Regions from separate parts of the Mus musculus genome. Here region 1 is linked to region 2. The links are chromatin contacts, called in public HiChIP or PLAC-seq maps. All regions are on one chromosome and are shown on one strand. Each heading gives the region's core, a stretch centred on a gene start, on an enhancer-like site or on the middle of the called end of the contact. The rest is flanking DNA. Distances are from core to core; before and after follow the strand shown.

Region 1 (6,202 bases), core at 3,336-5,835, 720 kb before region 2:
TCAATTAAGAAAACCACTCATTTAAAGTTGATTATGAATATCCTAGTATGTGCACAAGAAGATACACTAGAAAGCAAAAAATAATGTAATTCTATTTTTTTAATATAAGATATAAAACTTTGGTCCTAGAAGAAGAGAGGACAGAAAACAGAAAAGAAAAAAAGAAAATTTGTCAAATTTGACAAGTTAGAAAGAATAATGAAATAAAATGTAGTTGTCAACAAGGTTATAAAGTCCAAGTGATATAAGGAATAGCTTTAATAAATACAAAGAGAAAAATACTATCTAGTTCTACAGGAAAGGCCTTATCAACACAAAACATCACAAAACATCCTGGAGCTTGTAGAACAGTGCTAACTAGCATTCGGAATGGGACAACTGGATTTAAAGCTTGACCCTATGTTACTTCATACAACTTTCTACCGTCATGAGTTGTGAGCATTAGTCGCATAATGCATCTAAGGGATTAAAAACAGCAGAGAGCACAAGATAGGACTTTAGTGACTATTATCTTAGTATGTTCATCATCATTACTGAATGACTTTAGAAATACTAGTCTCATTAAAATGTAAGTGAACTCCAGGAGACTATGAGACACTAAACAAAAAGAAAGTGAGGCCTGGTAAGTCTATCACCTGCAATCCTAGTACTTAGAAGTTGAAGCAAGAGAAATTCCACACATTCAGGGGTAACCTGGGCTAGACAATGATTTCTAGGCCAGCCTAAACTTCACAGGATTAGAGCCTGTCTGAAAAAGGATGGAGGAGGAGAAGAAGGGAGGGAGGGAGTGGGCAGGAAAGACAAAGAACACTGTTTTAGGCAGAGAGAAGATGAAGATGGTGAGAAAGTAAACATACTCAAGAATGAGTAAATGATGGCACAAGATCTCAAAGACTGTAAGTGACTGGATAAAGAGCACAGGCACAGCGTTAATCTTATAAACAAACAAGAAAAGCGCTTCTTCTACAATGGGAATAAATCCTAAATTAAATATATTTTTAAAAAAATGACACCATGGAGACACACATGCTAGGGCTGCTACTGTGCTGTGAAACAAGCTTTCTCCATGACATAAAAGGCAGTGACACCTGTCCATTATAGGATATCAGCTCACAAAGCAGAAAAAGGGGCTGACCCTCAGTGGCTAAAGCACTGCTGTAAAAGCTCAGATCACAGTGCAGAATTATTACAGCTATACATCAGGCTGAGAAACATTATGAAGCAACTGTTTATGTAAATGTCAGAAGTTATAGACAGAAAAAAAACTGTCATTCTATTTATTTAGAAGTAACTACATACTTAGAACAAACAACACCAAATATAATCCAATAAAAACAAAGAGATAAACAGCAACACTTGAAGTGAAAATACACATTAAATGATTCTAAATCAGGCCACAAAATAGTAGAACAATATTTATTTAACGTATGTGCTTTTTAGGAACACTTGAGTTAGTTGTTTAAGCAATGAAACACACAAAAGGCAAAAGACATACACACAGTTTCTTGAGTGTTACCAAAAACTCACTTCTATTAATGTTTCATCTTTACAATGAGCCCTTTCTCTGTGAACCAAGTATATACACAGTTCTACATGGTGTACTGAATTATAATATGTTTCTAAAATGCCTTGACATTTCAATGAACTGGGTAAGGCTTCATCTAGATTTCAATAACAGCTGCAAAAGTACTCAGCCATCAACTCTCCAGTGGGATGAAAGGGAAAAGGTCATGCATCCCATTGGTTTCTTTATTGTACGAGAAAGCCTGAATTCCCTTTCGGTGGAATAACAGATGATATTTCACACCTGACTGTTCCAAAAACAGACATCCCTAGAAGACAGATACAAAGCATTCACTTTATATATTTCCCTTTAACTTTAAGCTTTATGCAAAAATAGCTTAGTTTGGGATAAAAGAAAATAACTTTACTAAAAGCCTTTTTTATGCATTTGCTTCTTTATTAAAATGAAAAAAAAAAAAAAAGAACTTGGTCAAGGGGCCATGCATGGTTTGACCTAGGCCCTCTGCATATACATACAGTTATACAGCTTGGTCTTCGTGTGGAACTCCTAACAGTAGGAGCAGGGGCTGTCTCTGACTCTGTTGCCTGCCTTTGAGACTCTTTGCCCCTACTGAGCTGCCTTGTCTAGCCCCAGTAGGAGAAGATGCACCCAGCCTTAGTGCATCTTCATATGTCAAGACTGGTTAATATTAATGGGAGGTCTCCCCTTTTCTGAAAAGTAGGAGTCATGAGTGGAAAGAAAGGGGAAAAGGACTGTGGGGAGAGAATGTAGGAGAAACTTTGGTTAGTACCTTAATTAATTAATTAATTGAAAAGACTTGGTTATATTTTTCCTATAAAAGAAACAAAAGGCAAAAACAGTAAGATACTGAAAATTCTTAAATGTCTGCTTATCACAATCTATGTGTATAGATGTTACTTTAGGAGCAGTTTGTCTAATATAGTAAAAACAGTTCTTAGGTAGTCACTATAATTTCAATGGTTCATGTTACCAAGTACAATGTAAATTGATTTTACACTATATTTTACTACCATCAATGATGCAAAGCTGGAGAGATGGCTCAGCAGTTACAAACACTAGCTTAACTAGTTAAGAACACTTCCAGAGGTCCTGAGTTCAATTCCCAGCAACCACATGGAAGCCCATCTATAATGGGATCTGATGCCCTCTTCTAGCAAACAGGTGTGCATGCAGATAGAACACGGATTAAATAAACAAATAAATAAATAAATAACTTTTCCGATGCTCACATTAGTGTGTTCAATTTAAATTGCTACTACAAAAGCTAAGCACTAATAAAACGTCTCACTAGTTCACGTACCTGGCTCTTTCCTGATCTGTTTGCTTGTTTAGTTTTCCCCAGCACCAGGTGTAGGGGCTCACTGAGGTCAGCATGTGCTCTACCTGTGAGCTATGTCCCAGCCCTGCAGTCAAGCTCTCAAGCTAAAGAGTATTTGTTCTGTGACACTTTGACTTTTAGTTCTCTCAGCACTCACACTCATTGAAACAATGACACTAAAGCGAATCTTTCAATATTTAAAGGATACTTTAACTGCGCTACTCGACCATATTCATACTTCCCTGCAGTTGATTTGAATACTCCCTCCTCGATACTTTTTTTTCATAAAGCAGGCACTACTTAGAGAATTGTTTCTAATTCTCACTTTTAAGTCCATTGTTTGGTCAAAAGGTTCACAAAGGACAGAGACTTGCAACAAAAATGTTTAACAAGCTATCAGCAAGAAAATCAACTTTCAACTGAGTTACCCCCTTTAGCCCCGTTCCGTAAGAAGACAGTCCTGAGGAAATGGTACACCCTTGCTCCATCTTTTATATGCAAATTTGGTGCAAGTTGGTAGTAGCAATGCAAATAGTTTTTCTGAAATTGGGGTCGGAGGTTGAGGTAAGAAAACAGGTTAAAAGAGAAGAAAGAAAAAGATGAAGAAAAATATGCCAGAGAATCAAGCATTACATCACAATATGACCTATGAAACTGAGATGAGACAGACAGGAGGAGAAAAAGAACTTATCGCACAGTTCTATTTCTTAAAGGAATCCGTGCCGCTGTCAATCTAACGGATTTGGATAAGCCTCGATGTGCACAAAACTCAGGGATGGAAGGGTTCATTCACAGAGTGCTCGCTGTCTTACTCCGTGCGACTTCACACTATGAATGAGGATGCAACAGAGAACCACATTGCCGAGGAAAGCCCATTCAGACTTCTCCGAGGGCACTTATTCTCTCCGACAAGATGCTCCTTTTGGGTTCCAAATTTCAAAAGTCACACTGCAGCTGAGCATAGCGGGGACCCCAGCCACTTTGGGATGTCAGGAGGACAGAGGCTGGGACCGGAGGAAGGCAGGTGCGGGTGCAGATGCTCCCCAGGCTCAGCAACTGCAGCCAGAGCGACACCGGCCGGCCGGCACCGGTCCGCGGGACACCCGGCGGGAGGTACAAAGTGCCAGCTGGGGTCCTGACCAACTTGTACCCTAGCCCGGGGGCGCGCGCCTGCCGGGAGGCGAGCACGCGGGGTAGGAGGTGACCCGGCGCCCGGAGGGGTGTGCGCCCACAAGTGCGCGAGCCGCAGGTGCCCGGGCGGCGCGTGGCCGGTGGCGTGCGCGCGCGTGGACGCGGCCGCGGGCAGGAGCGGCACCGGCCGAGAGAGAGAGGGCGCGAGGAGGCTGCGGGCGGAGGGCGTCGCGCCGCCCCGCCGGGCCCCCGCCCCCACCCACCCGCCGCCCGTCCCCGGGGTCGCGGGGCCGGTTACCTTTCTCCTCTCTCCACACCTTTTTCTTCTTGTTGCTGGGGTACATGCTGCCGTGGGGGTGGCTGGCTTTAAGCTGCAAGTTCCCCAGGCTCACGGGCAAACAGGGTGTGTGGAGTGTGGGGGGTGGATGGAGGGGACACTCGGGAGGGAAAAGTGCAAAGGCTCTGCGTCCCGCGCCGCTAGCCGCTGGCCCGTCGCCGCCCTCCTCCCTCGACCCGCCCGCTCTGCCAGGCGGCCGCCGCCACAGCAGCACCTCAGAGCCTGTCAACTAGGTCACGCCTCGCGCTAACCTAACACCCGCGCAGGCCCCGCCTCCCGGCAGCCAGGCAGCGCCGCCGCCCATTGGCTGCTCCGCCCGCCGCTCTCCCGGCTCTAGCCAAGGCGCGCCCCTACTTCAGCCTCAGGGCGCAGGCGCAGGCGCAGGCTTGGGCTCGACGCCGAGGACGTTGGGGAGCTGGAAGGGGCGGGGCCAGAGCTCGAGGAGCGGGGAGGCTGCTTCACGACGGAGGCGGGGCGTGCAGCCACCGCCTGCGGGGAGCGGGAGGAGCAGGGCCTGAGGGCGTGGCCTGCCAGCAGGTGTGCCTGATGACCCAGACCCCGCTGACAATGATGAGAGTCTAGGGGACTGTAGAATGAAGAAGAGGTCACCCGTCCTAGAAGTTGTAACCGCCTCGTCTGAACAGGTTTTACCTGACGCTTTCCTCTCGGTGGACAAATAGAACCAAAAGAAAAGATCCAGACCGTGTGCAACCCGCTGCTCAATCGTGGGTTAGAGATTTAGTTAGAATTCTGTGAAGTTTCAAAAGCTTCACAGTACACAGGGCCAACTCGAGAGTTTTAAGATCTGGTGACCAAAATGTATGAGAACCAAGTCCCACATCAAAGTAAATCCAACTAGTGCCTGGTTGTCTTTTATTCCTGATTGACTTCAAAACAACTTCTCATCCAAAGATCTAGCTCCATCCTAGGTAGTTCTCTCATGATTCAGGAAATCCAATTGCCAGAGAATCTACCTCAAGAGCAGTGACCTAGAACATAGAACTTTTGCACCCTCTTCTTTGCACCCCAAACTTATCTCTCCACGAAGCTGGCTTAGTGGATTTGGGAAACTCACATCTATTCATCAATTTAGGATCAATATAGTTATATGCATTGGCAAATAACTTTAGGGAACACGGTTTGTTCGTTTGTTTGTTTTTTAGAGTGGGTCTTTTGTAGCTCAGGCTTGCCACAATTTAGGGATTCTCGTGCCTCAACCTTAAACTGCCTTCCACCAAAGAGAAGTAAAACGCATTAAAATAATAATAATAATAATAATAATAATGACAATGACAATGACAAAGAAAAGGGAAAAGAGAGACCAAGCTGAGAATTGTAAAGAATGGAAGAATGTTTGAGTAATGAGACTTAAAAATGAATTCACAACATCATAAAACAGTAATATTTATTTTGACATTTTTCTTTGGGATTTTTCTTTAAATGCTATCAAATACATAAAACATTATTTTTGTTGGGAGAAAAAAGCTTCAAGAAGGAAGCCTTTGAAATCACACTGATAATGAAATAAGAAGGGCTTTGACTCATGTAGAATCCAGATAAAATGGCAATGGGGTAGACTTTGGGAGGAAAGATGACGAAGTTCTCATGGATGGTCAAGGCAGTGTTAACATTAACCAAGAGGTGTGGTTTGACACATGGAGGATGTCCCTCAAAGGACCAAGCATCCAAAGCTTTCTTCCTGAATGTGCCACAATTCCAAGGTGGTGAGACCTTTAAGAAGTAGGTCCTAGGGATGTCACTGAGGCCTGTTTCCAAAGAGAATTATGAGAGTCTTGTTTGTGCTTCTCTGCTTTCTAGCTTGACATGTAACATTCCATCCATGATGTGGCACCATCACCAGAGACTCATA
Region 2 (5,812 bases), core at 1,460-3,959:
TCCAGAAAACAGAAAGAATTTTGACATCACAGTTTTGTCTTCAAGTACACCTGCTGCTAGCAAATGCATTCTTTCCTATCCGGTAGACAGCAGATAAATGTCTTTTGCAGGTTTAACTGGCTATGTCCATTTGAATTATACTGCCTTGAGCCCAAGAAATAACTTTGGTCAGGAAGAATATAAAACTTTTATAAGAAGAAATTACAAAAAAAAAAAAGAATAAAATTACAAGCTAAACTGTTAAAGTCATCAGTAGGCTTAGTTAAGTGAAGGCTTTGGATGCTCACCATAATTGAACACTGTAACAAGATAAACTGAAGCTACTGGATTAGCAGCTACTTAGGGCTCCAGATATTCCTGGGAGCAGAACTGTTTCCAAATCCCCCATTTCTTCTGTTTTTCTTTCTTTCTTTCTTTTTTTTTTTTTTTGATCGGGGGTGGAGGTGGGGGGGGGGGCTGTTCTTCAGCAAAAGCCCTCTGAGAATCCCATCCAGTTCTACCAGCTGCTTCTCTCATTAAAGTACTGTTGGGGTGGAAAAGGCCAACCGGAGATTATTCTAATGATAGCAAGCACCTCATAAAGAAATCTGCCAAATTTACTTTTCCATAGAACATCATTTTTTTTTACAGGTTTTCATGAGTCCACGAGGAAAGAAAGCATCACATATAAAATACAATTTCCAGAAGCCTTCATGATAGTGAGGATTATTTCTTCAGTGTTTGGCATGGGGGAAATATCTGTTGCTGTTCAGGGTTACCCGAAGGGTAATGTGAGAGGCTCCTCCAAACCCAGATTGTTTTTAGAAGGGTTTGAGAACTTTTAAGCTTAAGGTTTGCATTTTTGCAGGCCTGGTTTGCATTTGTAAGGGTCACCTTGCTTTAGTCTGGCAGACAGCAAGCTTGATATAATTAACCAACAGGTGGGAATGTGTGAATTCTAACAAGTTTCTTAATCACTCGGTGCCTCAGTTTCGCAATCTGTAAGGCAGAGAGATTAACAATCTTGTAATGAGGGTTAGGATGAGATTAAATGAGTTAGCCCCTGCAACACTCTTAAAACAGTATCGTGGTAAACACCTGATGTAGACGTGTTTAAATAAACGCTCTTTTCAGCAACAGGTTATTAGTCTTTTAATGGCACAAAGATGTAAAAATCTCAACATTGCACAGTGACTAGTTTTAGTAGGGCCTGGCTTGGTTTCTTTAGAGAGTGTAGAATCCTGGCTGTTCCCTGAAGAAAATCCCAGCTCACTTCTACTAGTTCTGGTTTAATGCATGCTCTACCTCTAAAACCATGAGGCAGGCTTTCCAAAGTCATAATAGAAAAGCCCATGTGGGCAACCTTTACTCAGCAATATTCATTTGGCATCTCAAGACCTAATATATGCCCCCTGGCCTCATCTCTCCCCCTGGAGCCGAAACAGAATCCTGTTACTAAAAGAACCTTCAAAGCAGATGTTCACCGGGAAGAAGTTTAAAAGTCCCAAGTAACTCCAGACCAAATTCCTACAGGTGCCTTGACTATGGCCCTTTGCCTGGTACATAGGGGCATAAGAGGTGAAGGAATCACTCAGGCAAAGGTGGGGTGTCTGGCTAGTCTCCAGAAATAATGTCTTGACCTCTGACACTGCTTGCACACCCAACAGAATACTTTCTCCTAAATATAGCTTGGAGATTTATCTTATAAGGCCTCTTTATGTCGCCTCACCTCAGTCTCTCTTGCCTCAAGACAAACTTCTAAGTCTCTGGCAGTACTCAGCATCAAAAGCATCCTCCAGCCAGCTTATGCCTCCCAAGCCTAAGACTTCTTCCTGGTGCCAAACCTGTGACAGATCTGAGGCTTTCTCTAGGTAAACTTTGAAGCAGGCCTGGCCTCTACACATAACCCTTCCACCCACCCACCTTCCGCCCGATCCCCTAGTCCAAACTTTTCTGCTTAAACCCGGTTGCCTAGGCAAAAGTGCTCCTTGGTGGAACGGAGGACCCGCCTTCTGCAATGTACCAAGCTCTCTTGCTTAGTACCTTGCGGGCCACCCAGCTTCGTTCAACCACGCACGCCCCCTCCGGCGGCGCACTCACCTGCAACTGGGACCCGCTGACGTTGCCGGCGGCCGCGTCCTGCCGGTCGGAGGCTCCGGATCCGCGCAGAACCGTGATGTGCAGCGTGAGCAGCAGTAGCCCCAGCAGCAGGAGCAGTTCCGCAGCCAGGCGCACCATCCTCTTGAGTCGCGCGGCTTTAGGACCCCGCGCGACTGGCGGCGGCGGCGGCGGCGCCGCCGCCGGGGGAGGAGGAGTCGGAGCCCCCGAGCTCGACTGAGCGGCTCCCGCCTCGGCCCCCACCGGGGCCCCGCTCCCCGGGCCGGCAGGGCTGGCTCTGGGCTCGGCCGAGCGCACGGGGCCCGGGGAACAGGAGCAGCCGCCAACGCCGCCGCCACACCACAGCGGAGCCACCGCGGGGCCGGGGACGTCCAAGCCGGTGGCGGAGCAATCCCAGGAGCTGTCCGGCGGCGGCGATGGGGACCCGGGGCTGTCCGCGACCCAGGCCCGGCCAGGGTCCACCCTTCGGGCAGGGAACTGCGGGGGCGGCGGCGGGGCGGGCGCAGCCGAGCCCCCGAGCGCACATGGGCTCCCCAGATGTGGCCGCGGTGCCGCAGCTGGAGCGGGAGCGGCCGCCAGAGGAGCGCGGGGTTAGAGGCGGAGGAGGAGAAGGAGGAGGAGGGCTTCAGAGGCCGCCCGGAGTTACCTCCACTCTCGGCTCCCCCGCCCCCGCTGCCGGGAGCCACTCACCCTCGGGGCCACCACCTTCCTCACTCCAAGTTCCTTGGGACCTCTAGCTTCGTCGCCCCGCTCGCTCAGTCCCCGGATGGGCTGGCTCCGGGTCACCGAGGTTGTCACCGTTTGAGGATAACTGGGGGCGCCCCGCCGGCGCCTGCGTCCGCCTTCTCGGCTGTGCTAAGTGCTTGCTGCCGAGGTCGCTGTGGCAAAGGAACTAGCCCTCTGCTCGCTCTAGTGCTTGGGGCTGCGGGCGAGTGGGGGTCGCCCAGGCCACCTGAGAAAAGTTTATGGGCAAAGTAGAGCTGGAGTTATAGGAGTGGAGAACGGAGGGGCCAGACAAACCAGGTGTCTGCGACCCCACCACGCACCCTGACCTTGAGCAGCGAGTTTGGGGGGTAGGGGGTGGGGTGACACGGTGTCTGTCGGTCCGGAAGGGTCTTGACACTAGCTGCGGGGCTCTGGGCTGGCTGATCACTGGGTGCAGCAGACCGTGCGCCTACAGCGCCCTGGAGCGTCGGAAAGGCGGGTGAGTTGGATTCAATCCGCGCGCGTCTACTTAAGTGCGCAGGTGTCGCGTGGGAGGCTGCGAAGAACACGGTGTGCGCTGCGAAGGCGCTCGGACGTCAGTGGGATGCTGGGTGACTCTCAGCTTGGTAGACTCGAGTCTGGGGGCTCATCCTGGGGGTGCTGCGCCTGGAGGGGACTTGGGGGCTGCCGAAACGCAGCCGCTGCAACAGCGCCACCGCCTCATGACCGCGCTCCAGCCTCGGGCTCCCGGGAGCGACTCATGCCTTGCAAGTGGTGCGGCTGGCGAGCAGAACGGCTGGGTGATATATCTGGAGAGCGCGGGATCCTTGCCAACGAGGCTAGAGAGAACTGGGTCCAGCGTGGCTCTGGCTCCTGCCTTCCCCAAGTGGCTCGAGTGACGGGCACTCTGTTAGGCTGGAGACTTTTATACTGTGTTCCCTCCGCCTCCTTCCTCCCCTGAGCCAGCTCAGCCCTTCCCTCTCGGTGAGCCCAGCCCTAGTCAAGCGTGAGCACACGTTCCCACAACCCTTGTCACACATTGCCATTTCTCATCCGCAACCCAGGACCGTTGCACAAATCTCCTTAGGTGAATGAAATCAAACAAACAAATAAAACTTTCTTACCGGCACGCCACTTTTCTCTCTTTTCCTACCTCTTTCTACAATCACTAGAAACGGACAGAAGATTCCTAATTAAACTGTCTTTAGAGTTAAAATCTTTCTTTGGAAACTCTAAGATGAATTTCTTCGCCACTCCAAACGTTCCTCAGGTCGTCTTAGCATTTTCCAGAATTTAACTAGTTGTGGTTCAGCATGCTGTTTGCATCTGTTTGTATCCAGTTAACTTATTGCCTCTTTGAAAATGCTGGAAAACATCTTTAAAATTCTAGCCAAACCCAGCAGCTCATTAATAAATTGGCAGCTATTTATAAAGTGCGGGATGGGCATCTTTTCCTTTTCACTAAGGGTGGGTTTCCCCTCTCTGGCAGAGAGCTCTCTTTCAACTGTTAGGCTGCCTGGCTTCCCATTGCTATCTCTAGGCTCTAAAATACCAATAATTGTCAACTGGAGCGCTGAGGGGAGAAATTGAAACAATAAACCTTGGTGGTTCAGATGGGAGATCAAAGGGGATTCTAGCAGCTTTGGAATCCCAGAAGGATTCCCCTGCGTGTTTTCTAATTAGAATCACTTAAGAGTATCAGGCAGCCGAATCAGCACACAGGTGGAATAGATAAATTAAGACGGCAAACTAGAATCCTGTGGCCATAGATATGTGGACTTTCCAGGTGGTAATGTGGACACACAGCGACAAATGACTCCTGTTGCCAAAAGCAGGCTGTTCTAGATTAGAGCTGAGAGGATGCTGTATTTTGTCTCCCCCCCCCCCAGTCTCCCCATGTGAGCCTCGACTGCATTTCTCTCATCCAAAAGTTATATTTTTTTCTCCTAAGGAAAAATGACTAAAGAAAAAAAATGTGGAAAGAAACTGTTGCAAGGAATGTACATTCTTATAAAATTATAGATGGAGATTTTGAGATCAAAGTCTTTGTAAAATGTTGTAAAATTGTAAATTGAGTTTGGGGGTCAGATGTTTTTATTAAATGTTGAACAAATGTATGAATGAATGCTACTGAAGTCTCTTCAATCTGGGCAACCCAAATTCCAGATGCATTCATACTCTGGTAAGGACATACCGGTTGCATTCTCAAAGCAACGATACCAGCAACATCCTGCAGCTGAGGGCTTAGGGAACATTGGCTCACACATTATACGAAAGGGGAGCCATGTGTCTACTGCACCACCAAGTACCGTTTAAAGCACATTTCTGAAATTGTCCCAGGAGCTGATGAAAGTTTGAAAACAATACTACATCCTTCAAATTTCCCAAGGGACTATATTCATACCTTTATCACTGGCCTTACTATATTCCCATAGAAGGTGTCTGTTATTCTGTCTGTATTCCCAAAAGACCTGGATTGGGCCATCTTTGTGGTAGAGCATTTTAGAAGCCCACTCAACCCCCAATATACTATTTCTTTCTACCTAAATTTATAGCTAGAAGACATTTTCCAGCCACATTTGGATCTAAGGATTGTGGAGTCTTGGGAGTTTTAAGACTCCTGAGTGATTATCAAGACATACTCAGCCTTCCCTTGCAGTATGGCAAGCCTGAGAGATATAAGGTGACCTTATTCAGATTGTTGTTCAGAAGAGAGCCATTGAACTAGAAATATATGCACTTTGTTCAAGTGAAAAAAAAATACCCCTTTCTTATTCAAATACACATGATTTTCTGATATTCCCAACTATCATTACCTCCCAAGACAGGTACAATCTTCCCAGATCATCACTACTATTTCTAGACTTGAGTACAGGACTTACGCAAGGCAAGGAGCTTCATTAAGACACACGCATATGATGTACTTTAATCATATTCACACTTTGTAACCCTTTCCTATCCTTTGTCCTCCTTCCCACCTTTCCCCCTCCTCATAGTTAGAGTTCTATTG

Evidence for each region. HiChIP or PLAC-seq counts read pairs in DNA pulled down with a chosen protein or histone mark.
Region 1: an H3K4me3 HiChIP or PLAC-seq map of bone marrow-derived macrophages shows a contact between it and region 2, with 6 times the contacts expected there. The contact joins the promoter of Macrod2 here to the promoter of Ism1 in region 2. A contact is called at or near these places in 8 of 39 promoter capture datasets (cranial neural crest, embryonic stem cells, liver and 3 more), 2 of 484 Hi-C or Micro-C datasets (both in embryonic stem cells) and 2 of 115 datasets of contacts at active chromatin or transcription factors (bone marrow-derived macrophages and pancreatic cancer cells).

The regions. Positions count from the first base shown.
Region 1 is chr2:140,393,813-140,400,014 of GRCm38.p6, reverse strand. Macrod2 (mono-ADP ribosylhydrolase 2) reads right to left here and starts at 4,585. Exons shown (of 19, transcript NM_001013802.3): 1 at 4,294-4,585. The coding sequence starts at 4,339.
Region 2 is chr2:139,675,075-139,680,886 of GRCm38.p6, reverse strand. Ism1 (isthmin 1, angiogenesis inhibitor) reads right to left here and starts at 2,709. Exons shown (of 6, transcript NM_001276489.1): 1 at 2,080-2,709. The coding sequence starts at 2,217.